Linked DNA regions of Mus musculus: region 2 is linked to region 1. The links are chromatin contacts, called in public HiChIP or PLAC-seq maps. All regions are on one chromosome and are shown on one strand. Each heading gives the region's core, a stretch centred on a gene start, on an enhancer-like site or on the middle of the called end of the contact. The rest is flanking DNA. Distances are from core to core; before and after follow the strand shown.

Evidence for each region. HiChIP or PLAC-seq counts read pairs in DNA pulled down with a chosen protein or histone mark.
Region 2: a contact with region 1 is called in an H3K4me3 HiChIP or PLAC-seq map of intestinal villus epithelium, with 6 read pairs. The contact joins two enhancer-like sites. A contact is called at or near these places in 3 of 484 Hi-C or Micro-C datasets (the 4T1 cell line, the HL-1 cell line and bone marrow-derived macrophages), 13 of 115 datasets of contacts at active chromatin or transcription factors (CD8 T cells, embryonic basal ganglia, embryonic stem cells and 7 more) and 2 of 9 other capture datasets (adipose tissue and liver).

What each region holds. Positions count from the first base shown.
Region 1 is chr19:53,444,065-53,450,664 of GRCm38.p6, forward strand. Mirt1 (myocardial infarction associated transcript 1) reads right to left here. Exons shown (of 10, transcript NR_028427.1): 5 at 5,211-6,600; 6 at 3,092-3,249; 7 at 2,712-2,823; 8 at 2,277-2,419; 9 at 1,186-1,280. Among named protein-coding and RNA genes, the nearest start is that of 4833407H14Rik, 13 kb to the right of the region's middle. Within about 2 kb of position 5,182, at least 61 of the 459 cell types and tissues checked have an H3K27ac peak or open chromatin away from gene starts, as enhancers often do. A contact at or near this core is called in bone marrow-derived macrophages and intestinal villus epithelium, where this site is marked.
Region 2 is chr19:53,575,139-53,580,913 of GRCm38.p6, forward strand. No RefSeq gene overlaps it. Among named protein-coding and RNA genes, the nearest start is that of Smc3, 22 kb to the right of the region's middle. Within about 2 kb of position 3,968, at least 9 of the 459 cell types and tissues checked have an H3K27ac peak or open chromatin away from gene starts, as enhancers often do. A contact at or near this core is called in bone marrow-derived macrophages and intestinal villus epithelium, where this site is marked.

The DNA.
Region 1 (6,600 bases), core at 3,932-6,431:
TAATGGGTGCTGGCACCATAGTTTTCGCCATCTTAGGCTGATGGGCTTGCCCCAATCCCTGCGTGCTGGACGCTGAAAACAGACAGTCATCCCACATCCCATAACTTGTCTCAAGAGGGCACTTCAGCCAAGTTCGGGGCTTTCGGTGCTTCGTAATAGCTAATAATAAAATAGCAAGGGTTCTGACCACAGCAGCCCCCCTTTTCCTGACACCTTCTAAAGAGGAATGACAAAGAGCTTCCGTGGAGAGTGTGGGAAAGGTACCACACACATCCCCACCTCCATCTCCAGACAAGGTCCCGTGGGCATCCCAAACATCAGTGTCTGCTCTCTGATGCTCTCTGTACACAGACTTCTGCCATGCACACTGTTGGCACAGCCAGGTAATTTGTCCCAGAGCAATGTATGGGGACAGTTTTGGTTGTCCAGCAGGTTGGCAGGCTGCTGTTGGTATCACACTGGTGGAGATCAGGGATACTGCTAAGTATCCTACAAGGCCCAAAACCCCAGTGTTGAGTCAGAGTGAACTCAAGGATTCTATGTTCCTTAGCTGGCTCCCTGTGGCTTACATTCTTCACACTGAGTGTCCTCATACTACACCGCACTGTGAGAGACACACCAGTGGGGATATCAGGCAAGACAGAGACATGGTCCTGGACAGAGAAATCTGACAGGGCCACATACCTATGAGCAAGGTGCACAGTGGATAGGAGGCATAGCACCGATGCATGAGTGTCCCCACATTTGACCCCAGGCAGAGGGGCAGGAAGGAGTCTACAATTCATGGCCCTTAAGACATTTTGCAACTCCTGTGCCCTTTCAACCCTTATAAAGAAAGTTCCATTGTGTCACTGGTGGTAAAGGTCCCTGTTAACGAGCCCGTGTGTTTGCCAGGGAGGGGACTTACTCGCCATGGTGCCCCATGAGATGTCTGGGTGAGATTAAAGGGTCCTTTATGTGATGCCTCTTCAGTGACAAGAGAGGCAGTGGAAGGCTTCCTCCTCCAGACAATAAACTAAAACCCCCTTGAGATTGATTGCCGACCTTGAGGCACATTTTAATGACTAGCTTTATGGCTGTTCAGAGGAGACTGGGGAGATCACGGAGAGTGTGAGGCGAAGGAGGCTGTGCTATGGGGTCTATACCACTCAGACCCTTCCACCACGGAGGCGACTTTCTGCATACCTGCTGCAGGACAGAGACCCTTGCCTTCAACACGGAACCGCTTGCTTTCCTTCATGCCCGGTGCCCTGTGGGTCCAGGCTTCTCTGCAGCAGGCACTGGGACAAAATAAGGAGGAAAAATGAGGGACAAAACTTTAGACGAGGGAGCAAATCAGAGAGCGGTCCCTCATCCCAGAAATTCCACAGGTGGTCAGAACTCAGAGACCCTTGAAGTTTGACAGACCCAGGGAGAACAGCAGCCTGGCTTATTTCTGTCTGTAACCAGCTGCTGCTAGGTGCTCACTTGCCTGCCAGCCATGGGTCTTGCTCGTCTTGCTTTCCCTTTGGCGTCTCTCCTGACTCTCTGCAGGACAAACTCAGCTTCTACTCTCTCTTCCATGACTTCCCACTGCAGCTAGCTTTCCCCAGCATCCTGGCTATGCTATCTCAGAGAGCTTGCCATGTGCTCCGGGGCTCCAGTCTCCTAAACACACCCACCCTGTGGTCCAGCACCTAGAAAATAGAGTCTCCCTGAATCTTACTAGTTGCTGTTTCCCAAGAGGTGAGCAGTCTATGCCAGGGCTCTGGTAGGGAGCTGCTGAGGTACCAGCTTCAGGACAGGGGTTTTTCGGATTATCTGTGAGCCTGGCAGAATCTCCTGCCTTCTCTTCTAAGCCAAGGAGACAGTAGCATCCTCACTCCTTAAAGATCTGTTTAATGGCGCTTGGCACAAAGGCGGCAAATAATAAATGTTATTAACTTATGAACCATTGGAAAGCAAGCCCGAGTCTGCCTACAGGGTGTTGAGAGAAAATTTATTTCCTCACAGTTTCCCTCAGTGGAACTTGAGAGGGAAAAAAGGCTTTGCCCAGAAACACAGCAGTGGTGACATTCAGGCAGCCCAATTTGTAAGGTGGGCCCTGTGAGTTAAGGGGTGGGGCTGGAATCCTCACCAGGCTCAGTAGCATTTCTTGTCCAGGTGTTGACCATCCCCCCCTCCCCCCAGGTGAGACTCATCCTCCTGTTCTTGGCAGGGGTCTGTCCCTGGCTGAGGGATGAAGCAAGGTGGGGATGGAACATGGGAAGATCTGAGGCAAGCTGCCACCCACTTACATCAGCAGAGCTTTTCATTCAAGCATTGCTGGTCCCAAGAACAGAAGCCGATCTAGAAGTCAGATGCAGGTGGCCAAACATCTCTTCGCTTGGCTTGTCAGAGTGACTGCTTCCTGGTTGGCTGTATGAACTCTTTCACCTCCCTAGGCCGAGAAGACATACAGCCCTGGCTCATCTGCCGGCAGCATGAGCCCTCCGATAGGGAGCCCCCTTGTTACCCACTTCCTCCCAGTACCTTCTCCCTTCCTCACTTCTCCCAGGCTTGACAGAGGCTCTGAAGCACGTGAGGCCATTATGTAAACATTCCCCAGATTTTTGACAAGAGTACTGAGAAGTTCCCAGAGACTCTGAGATGAGGGTCTCGTATGTAGGTACATCTGTGCTGAAAGATGCTGTCTGGGACTGGAGGGCTCAAACCATCCATACTGCACTCACCTAGTGATTCACAGGCGAGAGGGCAACACCTGCTCCCTCTTCCCCACAGACAGCCTACAGTTCTCTCAGTATTCACGGATTATACCAAACAGTTTCTCACGGAACTCACTTCCTGCAGACACACAGAGAAGAGCCCTGTGCACACAGCCATATTCACACTCATGTCAGCCTCCTGGTCCCTCCCTCCCGGGACTTCAGGCCCAATCCTTGTGTAAGGAGATGCTCTGACCCTCCCTGGTAGCATCCACTGCTTGCCCACCATCCCTGCTGGTGGGATTCACAGAATCTGACCCTCTTTTGTTCTGATAAACCCCAGACGTAGGTTACTCTCTAGGGAACTCATTTGGGCCCCAGCTGTGTTCATGGAACACACATCGTACCAGCAGCCCATGCCTCCAGAGGGGTGAATTGACAGATGTGTACCCTGGAACCCTGGCCACTGTACTCAGCCGTGGGTCACTGCTTCTTCCTTCAGCAGTCTCTCAGTCTGGAAGAGTCAGACCTTGCATTAATGGGTCCAGAGCGCTCAGTCCAAAGCCTGAGGGGTGGGCAGAAAAGCCAAGATGGTTAGAGCTTGGGTTCCAGAAAACAGTCCCCATACCTGCTCTGAAGGGAAGTATGAGCGGCTCCACCGCCCCTGAAAGACTGGCCACTGCTGGCTGCCCCACCTTAGGGCTCCGGTGTGGGCTTTAGGCATCATGTGCCTGGTCTGACATCACCTCTATCTACCTCATTCGGGTGCTCACCACATGAGATCTGTTCTTCAGGCCTTACAAGGATGGAGCAGCCCAGGGTCAGTCTGGGGGTCGGGTGGAGGGGAAGACAAAGCTGAAGCTCAGAAGATGTGAGCAGGGGGAGCGCTCTCTGTCTGCTGCATGTCCCAGATGTCCCAGAGAGATCCCCTCTTCTCTGTGAGAGCTCTTCCTAGATTTACTGTAGTGGTACCCATGGCTCCCAGCTCTGGGCTTCCATCCAAAGCTGAAGAAGAGTATGGTGGAAGAGCTTTGGTCCTAAGCTCTGGAACTGAGTTCCAGGGCCACCCGGGGGGCCATGTTTAGAGCTGAGCAGTCCCAGTGCTGGATCTGGGGCTAGAGTAGGGGAGGCACACAGCTCTCCCCGAGTGAGTGAGGTCGTTCTCACCAAAGGACTGGCGTGGACCCAGAACAGTGAGAGCGAGGCCCCGGAAGTAAGTGCTCTTAGAATTTTAATAAGTGCACAAGTCTCTTGGGGTTCTTGTTAAAATGCATATTCTGGCTTAATAGTTCTGGGACAAGGCCCAAGAGCCAGCAAATTTTTAACCATTTATTCATTTATTTGTTGGAGGTAGGTGTGTGTGTGTGTGTGTGTGTGTGTGTGAGAGAGAGAGAGAGAGAGAGAGAGAGAGAGAGAGAGAGAGAGAGCAGCTTTTCTCAGAGTTCTGTCCTTCTACCTCATGGGTTCTGAGGGCATGGAACTTGACAGCAAGCGCCTCTTCCCACGGAGACATCTCACCACCACCACCGAGAATTGGGATGTTTCTACATCTCGGTGCTGGCGCTTGCTGGGGGCCTCCTCCAGCCTTTTGGAGTTCAGAGCTGAGGTGGAACACAGCGTCATTGGACGAAGGCCAAAGACTGATGCCCTGGCTTTGTAATCCTGGCTAACTGTACTTGGGGCAAGAAGCTGATGGCTTCTGTAAACTTAACACTCTCTTGCTTATTTTGTGGCTGAAAACCATTGGCGTCTCTTCAAATCCGTGCTTAAATAAGCGCTGGGGGAAACTTAGCTCTTTGTGCTTAAGCAAGTGCTGGAACTCAACTCTTTATTACTGTCCTGTGCTTCAATAAGTGCTATAAACTTAACTCTTTGGCTCTTTTATTATTTTGTGCTTAAATAACCACTAATTTCTGGCGAATTAACACATGTGGTTAGCAATGGAGAATTAAGTCAGCCCGGGGTTCCTCTGGCCCCATGAGAGGCTCAGAGCTTCTTAAAGCTTTTTGAACCAGAGAGGACAAAAAGGAAAGGAAAGAAGTCCCTCACACAGACACATAGACCGGGTGGAATTTGCTCAATAGGGTGGGCTAATGCCCAGGAGTCCGTAGGGAATGTAACAGTGACAGGAAAGACATATCAGCTGCAAGAAGCAATCCTGGAATGAAGTCCCTTGGGACCTTGCCTGCCCGAGTTCACCTATCATAAGCTATGCAAAGACAGTGGGCCACCTCCAGGAAGGTTACCTGCTAGCCTCAGCCTTTCCTAGATGACCCCTGACAGGCACTTCGGAACCACATTCAGGGCTATCAAGGGTCTCTTCCCAAATATCCTTAATGTTTGTGCCGTAAGTAAGGGCAAACTACAGAGCTAATGGGGCTCAGTGCACAGAAACCTTCCTGGACACCAAGGCCAAATTATCCCCTCAGCTTGAGCCTCACTAGGTTAAGGCGGGAAGGGCAAGCTCCTTCTCTTATTGTGCAAATGACGTGCGAATAAATTGGGTGGTTTTGCTGAGTCACCCACCTGCTTTGAAAGACAGTTCAGTTCTGATCCACCACCCCCCTTTTACAGGGCACACAGGATTACATCAGTGTCGTCATGGGATCCTCTTCAGGCTTCTGGAAGCTCCAGAAGAGCTGCCAGGGGAGGAAGGAAAAGAGAAGTGACCCGCCCCCCCCATGTACGGTCACTCTTCCCCAAGGTGATGAGCGGAGAGCTGAGTCATCCCAACCTGGTGACTTTCAAAGTCTCAAAGGGCAAAGGTCATCTGGTCACACGCCACCTACCCCTACTGCTGGAGCTATTTTTATCCTGAGGTCCCTTCTTGGCCCCATTCCTCCATGATCTCCCAGTGTTGGTTGCTCACAGTAACCTCTTACCCAGGGTGGGGCCAGTCACACCTGAGTTGCAAGTAAGATAAGGTGAGGCCGGCTACCACCTCGAAGGGCGGGGCCGGGGGAGTGCAAGTCGTTTTCGGGAAGACTCGTTGGCGATCTGTGTGGACTGGCAAAAGAAGATCCTGTGCGTGATCCATATGTGGAACCCGCTTCTGGTTATGCTATGGGTTAAATTATGTGTCGCCATCCATAATTCATGGATTGAACTCCTAGACCTCCGTACCTCAGAATGCAACCTTGCTTGGAACGGGGTCTGTGCAGATGTGGTTGTTTCAACGGTAGAGACTAGCAGACACAAACAAATGCTAGTCGCCAGCAGAAGCGAGACAGGAGTTAAACAGTCTTGCTCACAGCCTCAGAGGGAACCAGTCCTAGAACCATCTTAGCCTCAGCCTCCCAGGGTCAGAGCCTTGAACTTCTAGTGCTCAAGCCCTTCCAGTCTCGTTTGGCCTATTTTTGGGGCAAACTGGCTAGTCTTACCTGTCCTTTTGAAAGCCCTGGTGAACCAAGGGAGACTCTCACAATCTGACAATTAATCGTTCCTCTAGTTGTGCTCTTGTTGTGATTGTGGTTTTATTCATCTTGCGGGCTGAACTGTGTCTCCTGTGTTCTCTGCTCCGAGAACGTCAGACCTACTCACTTAGACAACAAGCCTGAATTTCGCTGGCCAGACTTCAGGGAAACTGTTGATTAATAGCATGCACAGGTTGATTTATTGATGCACACCTCCCAGAAGCACCCCAACAGATATCCTCTGGGCAGCAGAACACCCACCCCCACTCCCACCCCCAGCGCAAGCTGGAGTGGTTATATCTCAGAATCATCCCAGGAGAGTAGAGTTTCTAGAACATTCCAGAAAAAAAAAAAAAGATCGGAAATTGGGTGAAGAAGGGTTTTCTGCCATTGGTGAGAGAGATTCTGAGCTCTGTGGATCCAGTGTGTAGTTTCCAGGAAGATTTGGGGCTGACAGGACACTGAGGGTCACCTCGGAAGCTCCCCGCCCCCCCCCCCCCCCC
Region 2 (5,775 bases), core at 2,718-5,217, 130 kb after region 1:
GTGGACTAGCAGTCGGCTCTGGATGTTGTCTCTCTGCTATACACCTTGTTTTGTGAGACAGGGTCTCTTATTGATGTAGAGCTGACTAGCAGGCTGGGTTGGCTGACCAGTAAACCCGGGATCTCCCCTTTTCTGTCTCTCTAATGCTAGGACTATAAATGTTGCCCAGCATTTTCTTAAAATGTGAGTTCTTCATGTTTGCATGGTAAGTCCTTTATTAACTCTCACCCCAGTCCCAGACTCTATACTTTTAAGAGCTGGCTAACCAGATTGTCCTCAACCCCCCTGGCTCTGGAGTACTGTGGCCATGACCTGTCTCTTGTTTTGTGTTGAAGTGAGGTCTCATGCAGTGGGGGGTGATGATTCCATACACAGCAGAGGGTGACCTTGAACTTACGACCTTCTTGCCTCTACCTCCCAAATGTTGGGATTGCAGGCATGTGCCTTTTTGTTTTTTTGGTTGCTTTTGCCGAGCTGAGAACAGAACCCATGCTAAGCTAGCCCTTTACCAAATCAATCTACAGCCTCAGCCCCTTCTGGACTGTGAGGAACAAGAGAGCAATAGTCTTGTTGAGTCTTGTGAACTGCAGCTGTGATAACAGCCTAGTGCACAAAAACATGAAGCAATTGGCGGATGGATGTTACCATTACACTTATCTACTGCAGACTCTCAGTAATCAAAGCCATGGTTGCAAGACAAAATAACAAACACGTAAGGCAGGCATAGTGCTGCCAGCACTGTGGAGGGTGACACTGGAAGACTGCAGTGAGCCCCAGGACAGTCAGCTACATACAGAGCAAGACCCTGTCCCAAATCCTAGCAAGGGGATATGTCCAGGTTCCCAGCATGTATCCACTTAGGTCAGCTGCTGATGGGGGTGGGGACTAGGTTATCAAGTTAGGATCAAATTTGACTCGGAGGCCCAAACAAACAAACAAACAAACACAACCAAAAATAACAACAACAACAAAAAAAAACCGAACAAACAACAACAAACCAACCAAACAAGAAAACGAAACCAGAAAGAATGAAGCAAAGAAACATTTAAGGTCAAGTCTTCCGTAGCAGGCATCGGTGCCAGGTGCCAGGACCAATGTAACATTTCTCCTTTACGCCTGGCAACAATCTTGCTACATTTCGTAGATTAGATAAAATTCCTGAAGTCAAAGGGTAGAGCCAAGATTTAAAACTGGTCTGTCTAAAACTACCGCTCACTGCCTCTTTAGTCTTGCCTGGCTGCTGGGTCTTTGCTCTCTCAGCTGAAGAATGAAGGAGTTGGGTGGTCTCTGGGCTCCAGCTCAGCTTATGTTCTCTCTCTCTCTCTCTCTCTCTCTCTCTCTCTCTCTCTCTCTCTCTCTCCCTCCCTCCCTCCCTCCCTCCCTCCCTCCTTTCTTTTTTGATTATTTTATTTATTTACATTCCAAATGTTGGCTCCTTCCCAGTCCCCGTTCCCAGAGTCCTTCACCTCTCCCCCCTCCCCTTTGTCTCTGAAAGGGTGCTCCCCCCCACCCCCACTCCCCACCGCCAACCTCCCCCCACCCCTTCAGCTTACGTTTTCTTTCTTTTTTTTTTTTTTGGTTTTTTTGAGACAGGGTTTCTCTGTATAGCCCTGGCTGTCCTGGAGCTCACTTTGTAGACCAGGCTGGCATCGAACTCAGAAATCCGCCTGCCTCTGCCTCCCGAGTGCTGGGATTAAAGGCGTGCACCACCACGCCCGGCTTCAGCTTACGTTTTCAAGTGATCACTGACTGTGCTATTGCCCTCCAGGTATTGCGATTTACATCCTTATAACACCCTCTGAAGTACTACTCTATTTCCACTTTACAAATGGGGAAACTGAGGTTGAACCCCACTTGTAGAATCCAGAGTCACATAGCTACTTTTTGGCTTTTTGTTGGGTTCTTAAACCAAACTCTGGCTCCTGACCCCATACAGCTTCTGCAGTCTCCAGCGGTTTTCGAGGGAGCCTTTCCGCGCTCCTGCAGAATTGGAACAAAGCCAGGGGAGCTGTAGGCTGAGTTCTCAGTGCGTGGGCCTCCTTCTTTGGATTTCAAAGGTTCACTGAAGTTCCGTGAGAGTCAAAGGTGACTCCGAGTGGAAGATTAGCTGAGATTCAGAGCTGGCCCTGGCACCACTGGACTTAACTGTTTTCTCTGATCTTGTTGTCAAGGCAACCTTAGGACTCTGTGCTTCTGAAGTTATTCTTCCCCTTGCCTTCTCCAGACAGCCATTCCCAGTGACCTCCTGGTGAATGACTGAAGATTAGGTAATGTGAAATTAAAAAAAAAAAATTGTTAGGACTTTCATACTCGCTCCAGGCTGAACAAGAGGTATTTTGTAAGTGTCTGTCTACGTCACTGCTGGACCACAGTGACTTACAAAGTACCTGGAACAGAGTGGGGAGCTCAGAAAATGTTCAGTGTATGCGTGCAAAGATGATAAGTTATGGAAAGGAGGCTGCCACATTTCCCACAGGCTAAGAACCTAGGTCAGAGTAATAGGCTAAGGCTTGTAGTGGCCAGTGAGATTGCTTAGTGGGTAAATATACTGCCATCAACCTGACAAGCTGGGACCTGTCTGGTGGAGGGACAGAGCTGGGCTAATTCCTGAAGGTGACTTCCACATGTAGGCTGTGATGCATATGTATACACGCACACATGCACACACACACACACACACACACACACACACACACACACACACACATGCACACACATACACACATCAGAGAGAGACAGAGACAGACAGACAGACAGACAGACAGACAGACAGACAGACAGAGAGATTATAATTTTTTGAGATGGGGGGATTTACTATATAGCCATGGCTCACTATGGCTATATAGCATCTTCACTATGAAGATGAGGCTAGCCTTGAACTCACATAGATTTGCCTGTCTTGTCTCCTGAGTACTGTGATTAAAGGATTAGTAGTGGTGACCTCCCATGAAAGGGAGTAAGGGAGATGGCTCAGCCAGTGAAGGTATTCTTGCTGCCAAACCTGACTATCTGAATTCAATCCCAAAACTCCATGGTGGAAGAAAGCCAACCCCTCCGACCTCTACATAAGCAACCTGTCCTTTGACCTCCCCATGAGTGTCATAGAACATGCATATCTACACACATAATAATAAAATGTAATAAAAGTGTTACACAAATGCATGCATATAGATATAGATACAGAGATATAGAGATATATATAGAAAGTAAAAGCTCAGATCACCTTTGAAATGATGACCTGTGCCCTGCTGTCTCGTGTCTCCATACCTGTGAGCTTCAGCTGCCCACGGAGGAGTTCTGCCCACTTCAGCCTTCTGGAATGGGACACCAAAGATGTCACTCATCTCCCCACCCCCACCCCCTCTCTCTGTGTCTGTCTCTTAAGTTATGAAGTAGATGCAACACAAAATTTACCATGTTAACTATTTTTAGTGTTTACATTTCCATTTTTGGGCAACCAACATGGTACAAAGTTCTGTCTTTCACTTACATTCATCATAGTTTCTACTGCCATCTTGGATTTTAGCCACAAGTACACAGTCACGGTTTAATGTCTTTATCACTGTCTGTCTGTCTGAATGTATATATGCATGCATGCATGTACACATGTATGTGTGTATGCATGCATGTATTACACATGTATGTGTGTATGCATGTATGTATTACACGTGTATGCGTGTATGCATGCATGTATATATGCATATGTGTATGTATGTATGCATCTATGTATGTACTTTTATTCATTTATTTGGTGGGGAAAGATACATGGGATTGCACATGGAGGCATAATGACTCTGGCAGGGACAGGTCCATGTGGGCCAGCAGGCTTGGTGTTAAGTACCTTTTATCCACTGAGCCCTCTTACCAGCCATAAAGCCTTGAGTCTTAGTACGGCACCAGATGACATGAATGTTCAGTAAATAATGGCCACTGATTGATTTTTGTGCTCCTCACACCGATTCGTAGCTTTGAAGCGCCCTCTAGTGGCAATGATGAAAATGATGCGAAGAACCACCTAAGTCTATTTGCTTTCTAGCAGGTGGTGACCACAAATGTCATCTTGTGTCCCTGTCTTTTGTGTTGTTTTCTTACTGACTTCACTGAGTATGAAATTCTAGTCAGTTAAAAGTTGAGTGTAATGGTTTTGTAATCCCAGAATTTATGACATGGAAGCAAGAGGTTTGCTGGAAGCTACACAGTAAGTTCCAGGCTAGTCTGGGTTACCTAGGGAGAGCCTGTTTCAGAAAACACACAGCCAGGTGCACACCTTTAATTCTAGCACAGAGGCAGAAGCAGGTGAATTTCTGAGTTTGTACACAGTGAGCCTTGTCTTAAAACAAACAAACAAACAAACAAACAAACAAAACCAAAACCCAAAACAAAATAACAATATTGGAACAAAATAAAAATCCCAGCAACCAAACAAAACAAATAAGGTGAACTGAATGATGTTTTTCGGATAGTCTAGGAGGAACTCCGTGTTTTGTTTGGTGGTTTGTTTGTTTGTGGGGGGTGCAAAGCAATTCATTTATACAATCAAAATGAATTAATGCACACATGATATCGAAACAAAAACATGCAAAAAACAAAAATAAGATTCAAGAGATAAAAGTACACTCCAACAAGAACAAACATAGCTGGGTGGTGATGACCCAGGCCTTTAATCCTAGACTTGGGAGGCAGAGGCAGGAGGATCGCCAAGTCCCAGGACAGCCTGGTCTACAGAGTGAGTTTTGGGCCATCCAGGCCTTCACAGAGAAACCCTGTTTCAAACAAACAAACAAACAAACAAACAAACAAACCAAAAGAACTAAATATACAAAAAATAAAACATAACCCTAGGAAAAATAATGTCTGCATTGGTGCATGTCTGCTCAATGTTTTTAATTAATATAGAGAATTGCATTTTCTGGTGTTCTGATTTCATAACTAAATGAAAAGTCACAAGTTAAAATAGTGTTTGCCTGATTTTTCTGAGCATTGTGTATACCAACAGCCAGAGGCTTTAATGGGTAAACGACTCTTACACTGGCTTAAACTGTCCAGTCCAGGAAGAATGGACTCCAAGGAGACACTGCAAGGTGGGATGTATGTGAGAACAGTTTCTGTTTTGTTCAAATAAGAAGTGAGCAGTGGCCAGAGCACCTGGGGGAGCCATCTTGGTTCCCGGATCCCTCAGAGACTGGTCTGTGCAGGTGAGAGTGTGGACTACAGAAGCTAACAGCTTCTGGGACAGGCAGAAGCCACACAGCTTCTGGGCCAGACCCCGTTTTGGGCTCCAGACATCCGGGCACTGACCCTGGCAGAGGAGAGGTGTCCGCCCTACCAGGGAGGGCTTTGCTGGAGCACCTGGGGAAGTCATCGCTGGTCCGGGATCTCTCAGAGACTAGACTGTGTAGGTGAGAGTGTCGACTACAGAAGCTACACAGCTTCTGGGACAGGCCCTGTTTCGGGTCTTCATCTTCTGCCAGGAGGCAGGTCCAGATATCTGTGCACCTTCCCTGCAAGAGGAGAGCTTGTCTGCAGAGAGTGCTCAGACCACTGAAACTCAGGAGAGAGCTAGTCTCCCAGGTCTGCTGATAGAGGCTAACAGAATCAAGAGAGGACCAAGCTCTAACCAGAGACAGCTATAACAACTATCTCCAGAGATTACCAGATGGCTAAAGGCAAACATAAGAATCTTACTAACAGAAACGAAGACCACTCACCATCATCAGAACCCAGCACTCCCACCTCAGCCAGTCCTGGATATCTCAACACACCTGAAAAGCTAGA